2 separate regions of the Mus musculus genome follow, and region 1 is linked to region 2. The links are chromatin contacts, called in public HiChIP or PLAC-seq maps. All regions are on one chromosome and are shown on one strand. Each heading gives the region's core, a stretch centred on a gene start, on an enhancer-like site or on the middle of the called end of the contact. The rest is flanking DNA. Distances are from core to core; before and after follow the strand shown.

Region 1 (7,369 bases), core at 2,469-4,968, 330 kb before region 2:
TGCCAGGGCAAGATGGTATGTCAGGGGCTAGATTTACTCATTAGGCAAGAGAGAGAGAGACAGAGAGAGAGAGAGAGAGAACGCACCAAGACTCTTACAATTGCCTAGCTCACTGCCTTTACAATTTCCAGAAGCCAGAGCAGAGAGGAGCCACCCAGGTGGGATCTGTCATCTCCCTGAGCTGACCCAAGAGTGAGGAGTCCCAGGCCCGAGAGTAGATGAATAGAGAGAGTGCACTTAGTAGGTCCGCAGGGGAATCCCCTGACATTTTCAGCAGAGGATTGATAGGTGTGCCTGCATGAGAAACTCAGACAGCAGGAAAGGGCTGTAATGAACGCATAGAAAGAGCAGTGTCTGTGCGAAGAAGCCTCCATGTCCTCAACTCAACTAGAAAAACCTCAATATCCACAGTCATTGATAGAGCACCCAGTGGGGTCTTGGCTCAACAGCCAAGAAAATGAATCATCTCTGAACTAAGCTCTGCCCTGGTCCTGAGGGCAACTTTTACAACCAGGCTCCCAAAGGGCCTCCCAGATTCAGTTGTTCAGTAGATTTCAAAAAGTCAAATAGGTCTGAATCGAATTTTTTAAAAAACGAAAACTTTTGTGCGTGTCTTTGCGTTATTTTGTACTTCTTTTCCTTTAAGATGATAGTTATCAGGGCTGGAGAGATAGCTCGCCAGTTAAAAGCATGCACTGCGCTTCCCTAGACCAAAGCTTAGCTTCAAGAATGGCCCCCTCATGCAGCTCACACAGGCCTGAAATTCCAGAGCCAGAGGGGATCCAACACCTCTAGCCTCTTTGGATAACTACAGTCATGTACACAGACTCACACAAAACATATAATCTTTAAAAATATAAAGTTATCCAAAGCAAGGTTTGAGGGGGTGTGTTTGTTTGTTGCTGGTTTGTTTGTTTGTTTGTTTGTTTGGTTTCTGAATCAAGATGCCATGTAGTCCAAGATGGCCTTGAACTTGCTATGTAGCTAAGGCTAGCCTACTACTCTTGATTCTCAGACTTCTACTTGCAGAGTGCTGGAATTATAGCATGTGCTATCATGCCCAGTAAAAAGTGCTGGCTGCAGTCTAACATTTAACCTGATGGAATTCTCGTGCGCTGTCTGTGGCTTCACAGTGTAGGACACAGTATTCTCCATTAGGGGGTTCTCTAAGATCAGGAAACATGAGAGTCAACGCTCTTTAAAAATAAACTGTCGGAGCTAGAGAAAGTAGCCAAGGAGCTAAAGGGATCTGCAACCCTATAGGTGGAACAACATTATGAACTAACCAGTACCCCGGAGCTCTTGACTCTAGCTGCATATATATCAAAAGATGGCCTAGTCGGCCATCTCTGGAAAGAGAGACCCATTGGACAGGCAAACTTTATATGCCCCAGTACAGGGGAACGCCAGGGCCAAAAAGGGGGAGTGGGTGGGCAGGGGAGTGGGGGTGGGTGGATATGGGGGACTTTTGGTATAGCATTGGAAATGTAAATGAGCTAAATACCTAATAAAAATGGAAAAAAAAAATAAACTGTCTATCTGAAAGCGGGGAGATGTGCTAGCTAGGGTTTGACCAACAACACGAATACCGAAACAAGTGAGTCTTAGTGTCATTTTCAAAAAGTAAGATCTCTTGTGGGCACTTCGCTTCTCATAGTCCACTGAGTCTACAGCAAGTGTGCTTACTGTTACTGTTCCTAACTCCAGAGACTTCAAGTGAGGAGGCATAGCCCTCAACCAGCGAGATGACACATGACCACGTAGTGCCTGAGAACACACCCATGCCCACATGGCACATGTATACACACACACACACACACAGAGAGACAGAGAGACAGAGAGAGAGAGGGAGAGAGACTTCACACATGAAAGTGACATGTTAGAAATAGCTTTTAATCTCAAGCTACTAGAGAAAAATTAATTTGTAAACTAAGGGGGTTGGATAAGAGAGACAAACTTGTTAAATACAAAATGTTTTCATTGCTGTGGACAGGGTAGGATAAACTTGTTGCTGTGTGGCTATAGACTGTCCCAAAGTGCAAAGTCTATTTAAAAGTGAAGACTATTTTTCAAAACAAAACATTTTTAATATTTTCACATATTTTTAACTTGTTAAAGGAGATAATTACCAAAGAGATGGGAAAGAGAGGGACAGGAAAAACCAAGTGTGTGTGTGTGTGTGTGTGTGTGTGTGTGTGTGTGTGCTGTATGTTATGTGTGTTGGGGGAGGGACTAGAATATAAATGAATCTTGAAGGTCCAGTTTGAATTCTTAGTACTGCTAAAACCAAGAAGCAATGTACACAGCAAGGCCATCTACAGACTAAGGCCAATTTCCTTTTCATAAAGCTGTTTTTCAGTTTTATTTCTGCCATTTGTAACAAAATAAAGAACTAACACATTTTAAGCTAAAATAACTGAAAACTATACATTTTAAATTATGAGGCAGACAATTATTAAAAATAATTGTAGAATAAGATTACACAGATTAGCAAGACTTTTTATTTAGGTAACTTTTTTTTTAAGTTGAAAAGAGCCAGGGAGATTGAATAATGATTCAGATAAACAGAGAAACCCATTTCAAGTCCAGAGTGTCATGAGCAGACAACACCTTCCAGGGGACAGGGACTCTTCCGACACTTAGAAACTCAATAACCTCATTTTAGTGATCATGTCTGATTTATTATATTCCAGGTTACTGCCGAGGAAGTTGAAGTCTAGATTCTTTATCTGTGTGGCTCAAGGTCACATGGAACAGGAGTGACCGGCACAGGAAGTACACGGTCCACACTGGAACATACAGATCACTTCAGAGACGAATGGCAGAGGGCATCCATCCCTAACTACGACGAAATGAGTCAAAATAGAGACAGGTAAAGAGCAGCCCTGGTTCTAGGCCAAACTTGGGCCTCTTCTCTCTTTCAAGCACAGTAGCAGTTTCTATGCAGTTCCCAGTAGCCATCCTACAGTCTGGGGCCAGCTGCTCAGACTAAATTATATCCTTCTGTATAATGACGGACGGCCCTGACTGCGGTCTGCTAAGGGCTTCATCGGCAAGCACTGTCTCAGATCATCACTACGTGATCCTTGTTCTCTCAACAAGTCACCACAGCACCCTGCGAGTCAGGACTGGTGTGCCAGTCTCCATTTTACCCCCAGAGAAAATGGGGCTCAGGAGATCTGTTACTGGAAGCCATGCTTTTTCTATTGTCTTCATGCAGAAATTCCACTGTGATGGTTTATGATCCTTGTAATGCTCACTCCCCATTGGATTTTAAATCACATTAAAAATGTTGTGGACTCTCTTCTGAGCTCTCTGAGACAAGCAGAAAGGCCTGGGGACAGAGCTCGCTTGTTCCAGTGCTTGCCTCACACACACTTCTCTGGTAACTTTGTAGATTTTCCATAGTCATGTGTGAATTCGTGATCCAATAATCACATTCAAACATACTTAGAAGATTCCTGGCAGAGCACTATGGGAGACTGTTTCACAGTGTGATTTTATTAGAGATAGGAAGTATACATAAATCGAAGCTAAACAGTATTTTTCAGAAAGTTAGCCATGTCATCGTCCAATGTAACAAGCTTTTAAAAAAAGATTTGTAATAACTTGTCACCTAGCAACTGTGACAAACAGCTGGTGCAGCCCTCACACCTATAAATACGTTTTGGCCTAGAGACCTTTCATTCTCAGCGAGTGACTCAGGGTCTCATGCTCACTGCTGGTGACCATCTGTTGATGCTAATTCCTGTTGAATTTTTCTTAGAAAGGTCAGTCAATATCTGGTTACACACTTTACCATTTCTTAGTGTAACGTGTCGGAATTTTTTCTTAATCCCCTGGAGACTTGCTATGCCCTCTATGAGTGAATATGTGTAGGGAGAGGAACAAAATAAGGACAGGGAAATGTCTCTCTCCACACACAGAATTAGAGCCATGACGAAGCAAATGGGATGTGTCAACTGGAGGATTAAACAAGCAAGCAAGAGATTAAACAATTACAGAGTGCTCAGAGCGGTCTCTCACTTTCTCAGACCAATTAGGCAAGGAGCACCTTCTCCCAGGGACAGGGACAAAGAGGCGCCAGCTCCGTGCCTGTTTTTCTTACCCACAGAAGCTGAGCCCCACCTTCTTTGGGCAACTTAGTGTTCTGTTTAGACCCCTCATACACGAACACGCACACAAACATGTACACTTACACACAATCATGCATGCATGCACACACACCCCTCCCTCCCTCCCTCCCTCCCTCCCTCCCTCCCTCCCTCCCTCCCTCCCTCCCTAGTTTGAAAAGGAACAGGAATTGGCCAGTCCTTGAGACTGTCCTTCCCCCATGTATCTCAAACTAAGCAGTGCCACTTTGGGACAGGGAGACACGATTATCTAATCCACCATCTAGAAGGATGCTTTCTTCTGCTAGCTGGGAGATTCTTTTGACGTGCCTGAGGATAAGACACCAGCCATTTTCAACTTTTCTGCCTTTGTTAGTGTCTAATAACTAGGCTCTATAAGACAAGGTCCCAAGCAAGGAAATGACCTTCCCAAGTATAAGGCAAGCAAGCACTCAATGGAGACATGTGGAAGACTAAGAGGCCCGTCCTTCTTGAATACCAACGCCAAGATTTGATTCAATCACTTCCCTGTCTGTCCCGAAGCAGGAAAAGACTTCCACTCTATCCTCAAAGGGCAGATAAAAATCAGAGTCAAGAACCAGGCTTCACGGAAAGCAACCTGTTATTGTGGAGGGAGTATGCCAACTTCGAATTCTATTTGATCTGTAGTTTCCAGCAAATTACAGTCCAGGATTTATTGCACTTGGGCTCAGAAGTAAATGTCCATTCCCTGGTTTTTGGATCTTAGGTTTAGAGGTATGAAACTGGTGACAATTTTTTTTTAAAAGAATATGTTTCTTAGAATTGAAAAACGATCAATGGACAACATAATTCCTGATTTTGCTCTTTAGAGATTAGACTAATGACACTGGGTCTGAGCCCAAACTGACAGAATTGCCGAGTCATTCCAACTTGTGTCTAATACAAAGGCCAATTAATTAATTAATCATTAATTAATACAAAAGAAAATTAATTGTGATGTATATGATAAAGAAGGATAACATGGGTTCTGGAAAAAAAACTTGATGACTCTCCTGCATTGCACAGGTATCAGCTACTAACCAACACGGTGGACCGTTTGACTGTAGGTCACATTCATGCCTTGAGCCTTTCTTTAAAGAGTGTACTTATTTGTTTCTTTCTGTAGGTAAGCCATCAGTTGAATGAAATAATTAGCAGCTATGAAAAGAATATATCCATGCCAAATGACCACACCCTACTGGGCATAAAATCAACTGCATTCTCAACGGGGTATCTCTGCTCTGCTAAACTCGTGTATATTTTGAAAAAAACTTGATATGGTGTAGATGGTGCAGGTGTTAATGGTAAATTAGCATAATGCAGTACCCACGGGCAGCATGAGGGTTAAATGGGTGCAGTATGAATTTGGCGGTGTGGAAGGCACAATTAAAGAGGCCCTCTACTGCCTCATTTCCACACACACTATTAATTTGCTGCAGAAGCCTCCCTTTTAAAAATGTGTATTCATAAACGAAAGGGAATACAGTATACCAAAAGAGGATGGGGGCAGTCTAGGCTGAACCATACCAGTGACAGGCTCCTGCTCATCACAGTCCTTCATTCTTACCTGTGGGTGACAGACACTTATCTTTGCCACTGGAGTAATCGGCTGGCTCAAGTTTCTGCCGGCGGTGTGCAGGGGAATTTAATGACTGCCACCTGCAATTTATGTGCGTGTGTGTAAAATGTCAAGCAGTGTACTGGAGATCATCTGCTTAGCCAAAGGCACTTTGAGGAAATCACTTTCAAGATACCAGAGATGCAAAAGGATGCTGCTGTGTATGTGCCCACCCATCACAGCTCTCAGATGCGGGAGATCTACCTATTCCTCTTCTCCACGGGGGGCACTGTTTACTGGCCATGCCCAGTAGTAAAATGACTTTAGATGCCTTCTGTCTTGTGCACAGGCACATACCGATGCACAAATACACAGCTGACAAATAATCCTTCTACGTTCTGTTTGTATGCAATATGTTGCTTATATCAATGAGATTAGAAAAAAAAAAAGTAATACAGAGAAATGGCTTTCTGATGTAGCCCAGTCATTTACTTTTCCTGGGTGAGAAGCATCCAGAACCACAGAAGAACTACGGTGGAGCGTCCTTTTACTGAGCCTGGCCAATAGAACTACGGTGGAGCGTCCTTTTACTGAGCCTGGCCAATAGAACTACGGTGGAGCGTCCTTTTACTGAGCCTGGCCAATAGAACTACGGTGGAGCGTCCTTTTATTGAGCCTGGCCAATAGAACTACGGTGGAGCGTCCTTTTACTGAGCCTGGCCATCCCAAGCAGTGTCTCCACACAAGCACGTAGATCCATTTTACAGGGTGGTAAACATTTTTATCCTAAACTTCTCGGGAACCTGGACCCTTAGGTGAAGGCTACAGAGGTAATGAGTCTTTGGGAATGCAAACACAGCCACATAAGACTAATGGGGCTTGCTGAGCAAAAGAAAGCCACTTCTTTTTAAATGAGCACTAATTATTTTAAATAAACAATATACAAAAGAAACCGGGAGAGATCCCCATCATCCCTCTGTTAGGGACGCTATGCTTTGAGTTACTTTTTGATGATGTTATGGTTAGTTTTAATTATCAACAGGACACAGCCAGGAGTCACCCTGGGAGAAGGACTTCCCAGGATGCCTGTGAGGAGTTACCTGAATTCCATTAGCTGACAGGAGAGGATCTTTCTACTGTGGGCAGCACCATTACAACAATAGAACTACCAGGACTTGGGGTCCTGGACTATACAAGTGAAACTGCTCAACCCCAACAGGTTTGGGGATCCCTCTATCTGTCAGAGCCATAAGACACCGCAGGCAAAGATTAAATACATGTCTGTATCCATGCAACTTTTTATATCAGTTTCCCGTATGATGCTTTTAAGATAGAAAGGGATGATGCGTGGAAGAATGAAGCACTTCTCTGAATTTTGTCATTCGTCAACTCACATGTCTCATAGGAGCGAGAGACGGGAATGAGTGTCCTTTTAAGCAAGGCTGTGAGAGAGGGAGATGGGGACAGGTAGGTCCACAGCATGGCTCCCACTGTCCCACTGTCAAGAGTCCACAGGAAGAATTGGCTTCTTGTAAATAAATAGACATTGGCTGATTCTTGGAATCATGGTCCACTCTGAAACCTTCTGACGTCTGAAGTCAGATGAAACTGAATACTTCAAGGCCTATATGTCTATGAAATGGATATTTACTTTCTTATGAAGAATGGACTTAGAACT
Region 2 (6,748 bases), core at 2,109-4,608:
TTCTGGTTACAGACATACCTAAACCTAGTTTCTGCCTGAAGTCAACTCTTTAATAACAATGTCACAAGAAATGCAGAAAACACAAGCTTTCCTACGCATGAGCACACACAATTAACTCAAGAGAAGTCATAAAAACTTAATGAAGGCCATGAAGAAACTGAAACCTGACTGGGGAGTTTGGCACACTCCCTTTCGCCAATCCTGGAGCGAATTTTAAAGGCAGCAGTGTCAGCTGATTGGCACAAGCCCTGCAAGCTTCCCTGGCCACTGGCCCCTAACAGGATGTCTGATCCCAGTTAAACCAGGCAAGTGCAGACAAGAAGCGCACACACAGGAATTAGGACCATGAGGCAACTGCTTCTCTCAGGGCAGCTCAGCTGGGAGTTGTTTTGTGGCTGTAGTGACTTCAGTAACATCTGCACACATTCTGGGTGTTGAAAGTTGAGGGGAAGGGTACATGTCTTGAGTGAGTGAAGGTCAGAGATGTTGCTCTCTGTGCTATGGGCGTAGACAGCCCCTCCAGCAAAGAGGTACCTGGCCCCCAATGACAAAGGTGGTCTACGCAGCAGCCACACAGAATCACAAGTGTCTCCTACTTCCTTGTTATCTGACTCACACATGTAAGGCCTCACTCGGTTAATTTCTTTTTTAGTTGTTAGCATGAGTTTCAAATTGTTGGCTAACAAGCAACAGGTCGTTATCTCTAAATCACAGAGAAAAGTTAACAAAGAGCAGAACACTGCTTAGTGTTAAGGAAGGCCTAGAAGCTAGCTTGCTCCTGGATACCAATCAGTCCCTAGAAGCTAGTTGCCCTTGGACACCATGTGATTCCAGCGCTTTCCAGTCTAACTGGATAAACCTTCTCAGGACAACTGACGGTGTTCTCAGACATTAAGGTAAAAGGCTCTATGTCAGGTGTGTGTCTCCCATCACTACATCACTGTTTAGCTTTTTCACCTGCCCCGCCGCTACGTGGAGGGCAGAATGCTGACAGCTGACTAGAAATCACTATGATAACATAAACACTAGAAATCATGATGTTAACATAAACATGCCAGCAAATTAAAAGCAATATATATATATATGTGTGTGTGTGTGTATGTGTATATATGTGTATGTATGTATATGTATATGTATATGTATATGTATATGTATATCCCAGAAATACCAGCCACCGGCATCAAAGGGGAAAGGCTAGGCCTCCAGTAACACATTCTTCAACCTTGGGCTGGTAACTTACTAATCTTTGGGTTAAGATTCTTCACTAGAAAGAGGAAAAATGAAAATAGGCAACCAGTAAAGACAACTTCACTGTTATTCCAATCACGGAGATCTCCTCACAGAGAAACACAGGTGAAAAGGAGTTTTTGGAATTACTGAATAGTCCCATAACTTAGAGGGGTTAGTGCTAGGGTTAAGTTTCCGCCACTAACACTAGGGGGCAGAGTTCTACCCAAGGGGAGACTTTGGTCTTCAGGCTTAGGGAGACTGGTGGCCCTTCAACAACCACACACAAGTTTTCTAAAAGATCACCAAGTCAAGAACTATTTTCCCTAGAGACAAAACCTCATTCTTCTTATAGATAAAAGCAACTAAAAACCCAGCCTAGCGGTAATTTACTGTTGTAGACCAACTCAAAAGTCCTGCTGCCTTCATACAGGTAGGAAACAAACACCCACGAATTTAAAAAGCCATTAAGGAGTCTCTAGTTTCTATATATTTCTGAGGTCTCTATTTTCTATATATTTCCCTTCTTTTAAGTAATGGATGGTTAATGTCTTTCCAGGATGCCTTTCAGGGTGACAGAGACAAACACTTTGGTAAAAGTCAATTCGAACATTATACAATACATCACTGTGGCCATTATAAGTAGCTGTCTGAGAGTACAGTAAGTGAACGTCAGACCTTGAAACACTATAGCCAATTAACTCTGACAAAGCAAGCTAGCCAAAGCACAGGCAAATTCTCACCACTCTGATTTGCTGGAAGATTCCAAGACTGTCCTGGATTCACAAAAACCTCACCCTGACTTTTCAGCAAAAAATCTCATCAGCCTCTCTCAAAGTCAGCTAAGTTTACTCTGAGCCACTTCAAACCTCAAAACTTAAACAGAATTTATTAAATAAACACAACCAAGAAAGGAATCGGGGCCAAGAAACCAGAGCGGCTCTCCATCCCTGGGGGAAAAGGGAACTTTCAAGTCCCGTCTCAAGTAACTGTGGTGTCCCGCCCTCAAAGACCCTAAAGCGGGCATCGGTTTCATCTTCTAAAATAACCATTGTTTGCCCTAAACAAATTTTATTTAAACTCGAATTCAAGATCTGCCAAAAAAAATGGCATTAAAAACAAGATCATTCGGTCTCGTACTCTGGAATTATCTGCAAACCCGACCTGAGCAGTACTAGTAAAGTAAGGACCCCAGACTTGAAAGCCCAATGAGGCAGGGCAAGCAGTGACCGAGGACCCAGCCGGCCGGCTCACACTTCGTTAGCCGGCTCCTCTGGAAGCCACAGGAAGCCCGCACGTTCAGCAAAGGAAGTCCCAGACCTTTCTTGGAGCAAGGCACCTCCCGGCTGCGCCTTTTACCGCGTTTCCTGCACCCGAGCCGTCCGGTCCGCAGCTCTCCCCCACCCGGCGCCCGGGGACTCACCTGGCGCGGAGTGTCAGCTAGCCACCCACGCCCGGGGACATGCGAGCGCAGGACAAACTCAAACCTGCCTAGGCTTACTCATCCGAGACTCGGGGCCGGCGGAGGGAGTGGGGTTTCAGGAGATTCCCACAAAGTTTCCCCTCCTGGGGACGCGCAGGCGCTGGGGCGCGCTCGGTGTGCCGGTCCGGGTCCCGGTCTCAGCCAGGTCCTCCCCGCCACTCACTCACCTCGGGAAAGAAGCTGTCCATTGTTCCGGCGCCCGCACCTTCCCGGCACGGCTCCAGTCGCGGAAGTCAGCGCAGCGGCAGGTCCCGGGAAGCCACGCGTGTCACGGTGCGCCTCGGGGCGACTCCAGCCCGCGGAGCCGCCGCTCTGCCATCCCCCGGTCGCTGCTGCTCCTCCGCACCTTTTGTCCGCGTCTCGGACCTCCTCTGTCCCAACCACAGCCTTTGTCTCTCCTTCCTCCAAGTTCCTCACTTCTGGGCGAAGTGCTCCCGGGAGGAGAACAGCTGGTGGCACATTCTTCCCGAGCTGGGGGAGGGCCGGCAAGGGGCTGGCGACGCGCCTGCCTCCCTTGGAGCTCCGCCGGGGGCGCTCGGTCCCAGCGGGGGTGGGGTGGACGACTTCGGATCACCAGCAAACCAACAACGGTGAGCTCTCCCGCCCCAGGCGCGGCCGGCTCTCACCAGCTCTCCGGTCTCGCTTACCCTTGTGCTCGGTCCGCCCCGCCCTCAATCCCAGCCCCCAATATATAACCACGCCTCCACGAGTAAAGCCACGCCTCCTACGGACCTGGCCCCGCCCCCAGAAACTCCTCCAACCTGCGGAGACTGAGCGTCTGCTCTCAAATATACCCAAACCCCGCCTACTCGACTCCTGGTCACGCCCATTATAGCCCCGCCCACAGCCTGCTCGGGCTTCCTACATGCCGCGCCCTCTCCCAGCTACCACCCAAACCACGCCCACCGGATGCGCGGCCCCGCCCCTCGGAGCCCTGCCCTGTGCTTTCCCTGAGAGCGGCGGGTGCGCGGAGTCCCAGCTACCGCCTAGATCCACTCTGAATCCATAGAGCAGTGTGCTTCTCCTGGGTCTTCTTGCCACCGGCCTAGGCGCTATTAGATGACTTGACTCTTCCCTCTGATCGTAGATACTAGAAAGTTACCCGGGACTGAAGAGGAGGGGCCCCACGGCGGTGAATGTTAGACACCCCAAGAACCTGCTCCACGTGGATCTCATCATTGCGACTCTATCGTGCGATCCCAGGACAGGAAGCGGAAAACAGGAATCTGAACTTTTGAAAGCTGCTTTTCCTTGTTGAGTTTCTCTGCTCCAAGTGGGTTTTTTGATAGCCACAGGGAAATGTTTTGTATACTGGAAGGGGACGTGTCCTATAGCACTTGTAACTGTAACCTCTTTTTCTGGACGTAAAGGAAGTAGAGCAGATGCGAGAGAGATGGGTAATTGCTCTCGGTTCACCAGGAGTCAGTCCTGATTCTCACCGAGACAACTCCAGCTTTATTGTGGCCAGGAATCTGGGGATCCTGTAACACGGACTGGGATTCCTAAGTCTGCTTTCCTAACAGGAGTCCAGAGGGCCCTCCAAAGCTGGTGCTTGGCCCACTGCAGAAAGAACTCCCAACAGCTCAGAAGGAGTTTCCTTCTGTAGCAGTTTAGCAAGATCAGGTCACCCAAGTACTGGATCTATGAACCCTTTGAACCAACCGGCTGGGTGTTGTCAGACTCACTCCGGAACCACACAGCTGGTCCAGCAGCAGGTTGTTAACTGGCAAGCTGGGAACAACAATGAACTGACTTGAGAAGTTCTACTTAAAGGATTTGTTAACTGCCAGCCGCTTGAGAAAGATACTTTCCAGGGCAGTCTTTCTGGAAACAGACACAGCCTTCACTATCCCAAGCTGCACCCTGCCTGGTTAGGTACCCGCTTCTTAGGTTTTTTTTTTTTTTTTTTTTTTTTTCCAGATGTTGGAAGATCAATCACATATTTGGCTTTTTCTTGATGTCCTATCCACCTGCAGTTGGGAGAGTCGAAGCTTGTGCTCAGACTGAATGAAATGGCTGAACATGTGAACCATCTTGTCATCTTTATTTGGGAATTTAAGCATTATTGAACTCCAAAGCATTACATTAGTGTTGGTGACCTTACTCCCATCTCCCCACTTTGAGGGAAGATTCAAGGTATAAACCAGTTAATGATACATGTGCTATGCCACGTGGCTGGTTTTTTCCACGGGTTTACACGAGGCTGAAGGAAGGTTAAGATGGAGCCAGAACAGATATCAAAAATGCTCAACACAACCAAAGTGCTTAGTCAAATGAGCTTTGCCACCAGCTGTGTTCAGGTAGGGCAGCTGAACAATTATGCCATTATCCCATTAATCTACACACATCTCTGCAAGAAAAATGATTTAAAGAGCTGGTTAGAGTATGTGGGTGTGAATTGGTTCCCAGCATCGGTCCTGTTCCAGACTCGTTGGGCAACCTTGGCCCCTGGCCTCTCAGAAGTCAACATCCGAGCCAATCCTAGCTCATCAGCTAAAACAGATGTGCTACGTTAACACAACACTTGGTAATAGAGAAGCCTGGAACTACCTAACTGTGTGGCCACTCTGGGCTTTCCCTTCTTTTTCTGCAGATTTAAAACTTTAAAAAAGAAACAAAACAAAACCTAAAGTCTGTTCATTTTTCCTTAGAGACAGGATCTGGAGTATCCCAGGATATTCTAGAATTCTCTGTGTAGCTTAAGGTGACTCTGAGCTTCTGATGTTCCCTGCCTCTAGGGCACTTTGGCATCCCCGAGAATAGAACCCAGAGCTTTGTGTATTCTAGGCAAGCACTTTACCAACTGAGCTAGCCCCAGCTGGTTGTTGAGCCTAAGTAGCTCAGGTCTGTCTCATACCTGAGGTCCTTCTGTCTCAGCTTTCTGAGCACTGGCATAGGCCTGAGCCCACACAGTAGGTTTGGGTTTTTTTGTTTTTAAAGTGCTGTTGTGTTTGTTTTTATAATTTAAAGGAATGATAAATAAATACACGTTAAAACAACATAGTTTATGAAAAACAACTATATGGTCCAAAATGCAAATTATAGTTAATAAAATGATATTGCTTGTGTATTTTTTTTGCTTAATAGAAAATATTGAGTTATTGTAGTTACTTCTGCATTTATTCTGATTCAACATGTTTTTGGTTGAACAATAATAATGTTCAAGAATATACTAATATTCTTTCATATAATTATGAATGTTCTTTATATGACATCAAAACAATAGAGGAGCATTCAAAGGGTTCATTTATGATAAGAAATCTGTAGCCATATGCATGCATAGATTTTAGTTGTTTTTTGGGGGGAGGCAAGGGGTTTGTTGAGACAAGATCTCTTAACTTAGCTCTAATTGTCCTGGGACCTAAGCTCACCTCAAACTCAGAGATCTAGGAGCCTCTGCCTCCCTAGTAGAGGAACTAAAGGTCTTGGGACATCATGTTTAGTCATAGATATATGTCACCTAAGAAGATATGGTTAATAAGTGTCCCTTACTTAACTCATATAGGAAAAATTGTACACCAGATCCCACATGCAGAGTCAAATTTGTGCAATTGTTTTGCTTATTTAAAAAATGTTGGGGCTGGAGAGATGGCTCGGAGGTTAGGAGCACTGGCTGCTCTTCCAGAGGTCTAGAGTTCAATTCCCAGCAACCACATAGTGGCTCATAACCATCTTTAATGAGATCTGGTACCGTCTTCTGGTCTTTAGGCAAAATGCAGGAGACTGCTGTATATATAATAAATAGATAAATCTTTTATTTTAAAAAAATGCTTAACACAGTATGCAAAGACACTAGGGCAGTGTTTTAAAAAGAGAAGCAAAACACAAACCCAACAAAAAAGCCTGGCCCTGGATCCCTGAGGTAGCATGGAGGAGGGTCTGGGAATCTGCATTTCAGTAAGCATACAGGAGGTCCATGCGGAGCTTGAGAGTCTTTGCAGAATCTGTCAGATTTTCTGTCTATGTGCACATTCTCAAGAGGTGGGAAAACAAACCTTAGCAGTAAGACTGTTTGCGGAACAAACAGCCAAGTTATTC

Evidence for each region. HiChIP or PLAC-seq counts read pairs in DNA pulled down with a chosen protein or histone mark.
Region 1: a contact with region 2 is called in a CTCF HiChIP or PLAC-seq map of the NIH/3T3 cell line, with 7 read pairs. The contact joins the enhancer-like site here to the promoter of Myo10 in region 2. A contact is called at or near these places in 2 of 39 promoter capture datasets (liver and pre-B cells), 1 of 15 datasets of contacts at CTCF or cohesin (the NIH/3T3 cell line), 3 of 484 Hi-C or Micro-C datasets (cardiomyocytes, embryonic fibroblasts and myocytes), 3 of 115 datasets of contacts at active chromatin or transcription factors (embryonic stem cells, extraembryonic endoderm stem cells and microglia) and 2 of 9 other capture datasets (adipose tissue and pancreatic islet).

Annotation. Positions count from the first base shown.
Region 1 is chr15:25,953,315-25,960,683 of GRCm38.p6, reverse strand. The region is part of intron 3 of Retreg1 (reticulophagy regulator 1); the gene reads right to left. Among named protein-coding and RNA genes, the nearest start is that of Mir7212, 8.8 kb to the right of the region's middle. Within about 2 kb of position 3,718, at least 65 of the 459 cell types and tissues checked have an H3K27ac peak or open chromatin away from gene starts, as enhancers often do. A contact at or near this core is called in the NIH/3T3 cell line, cardiomyocytes, embryonic fibroblasts and 3 more, where this site is marked.
Region 2 is chr15:25,619,160-25,625,907 of GRCm38.p6, reverse strand. Myo10 (myosin X) reads right to left here and starts at 3,358. Exons shown (of 41, transcript NM_019472.2): 1 at 2,878-3,358. The coding sequence starts at 2,898.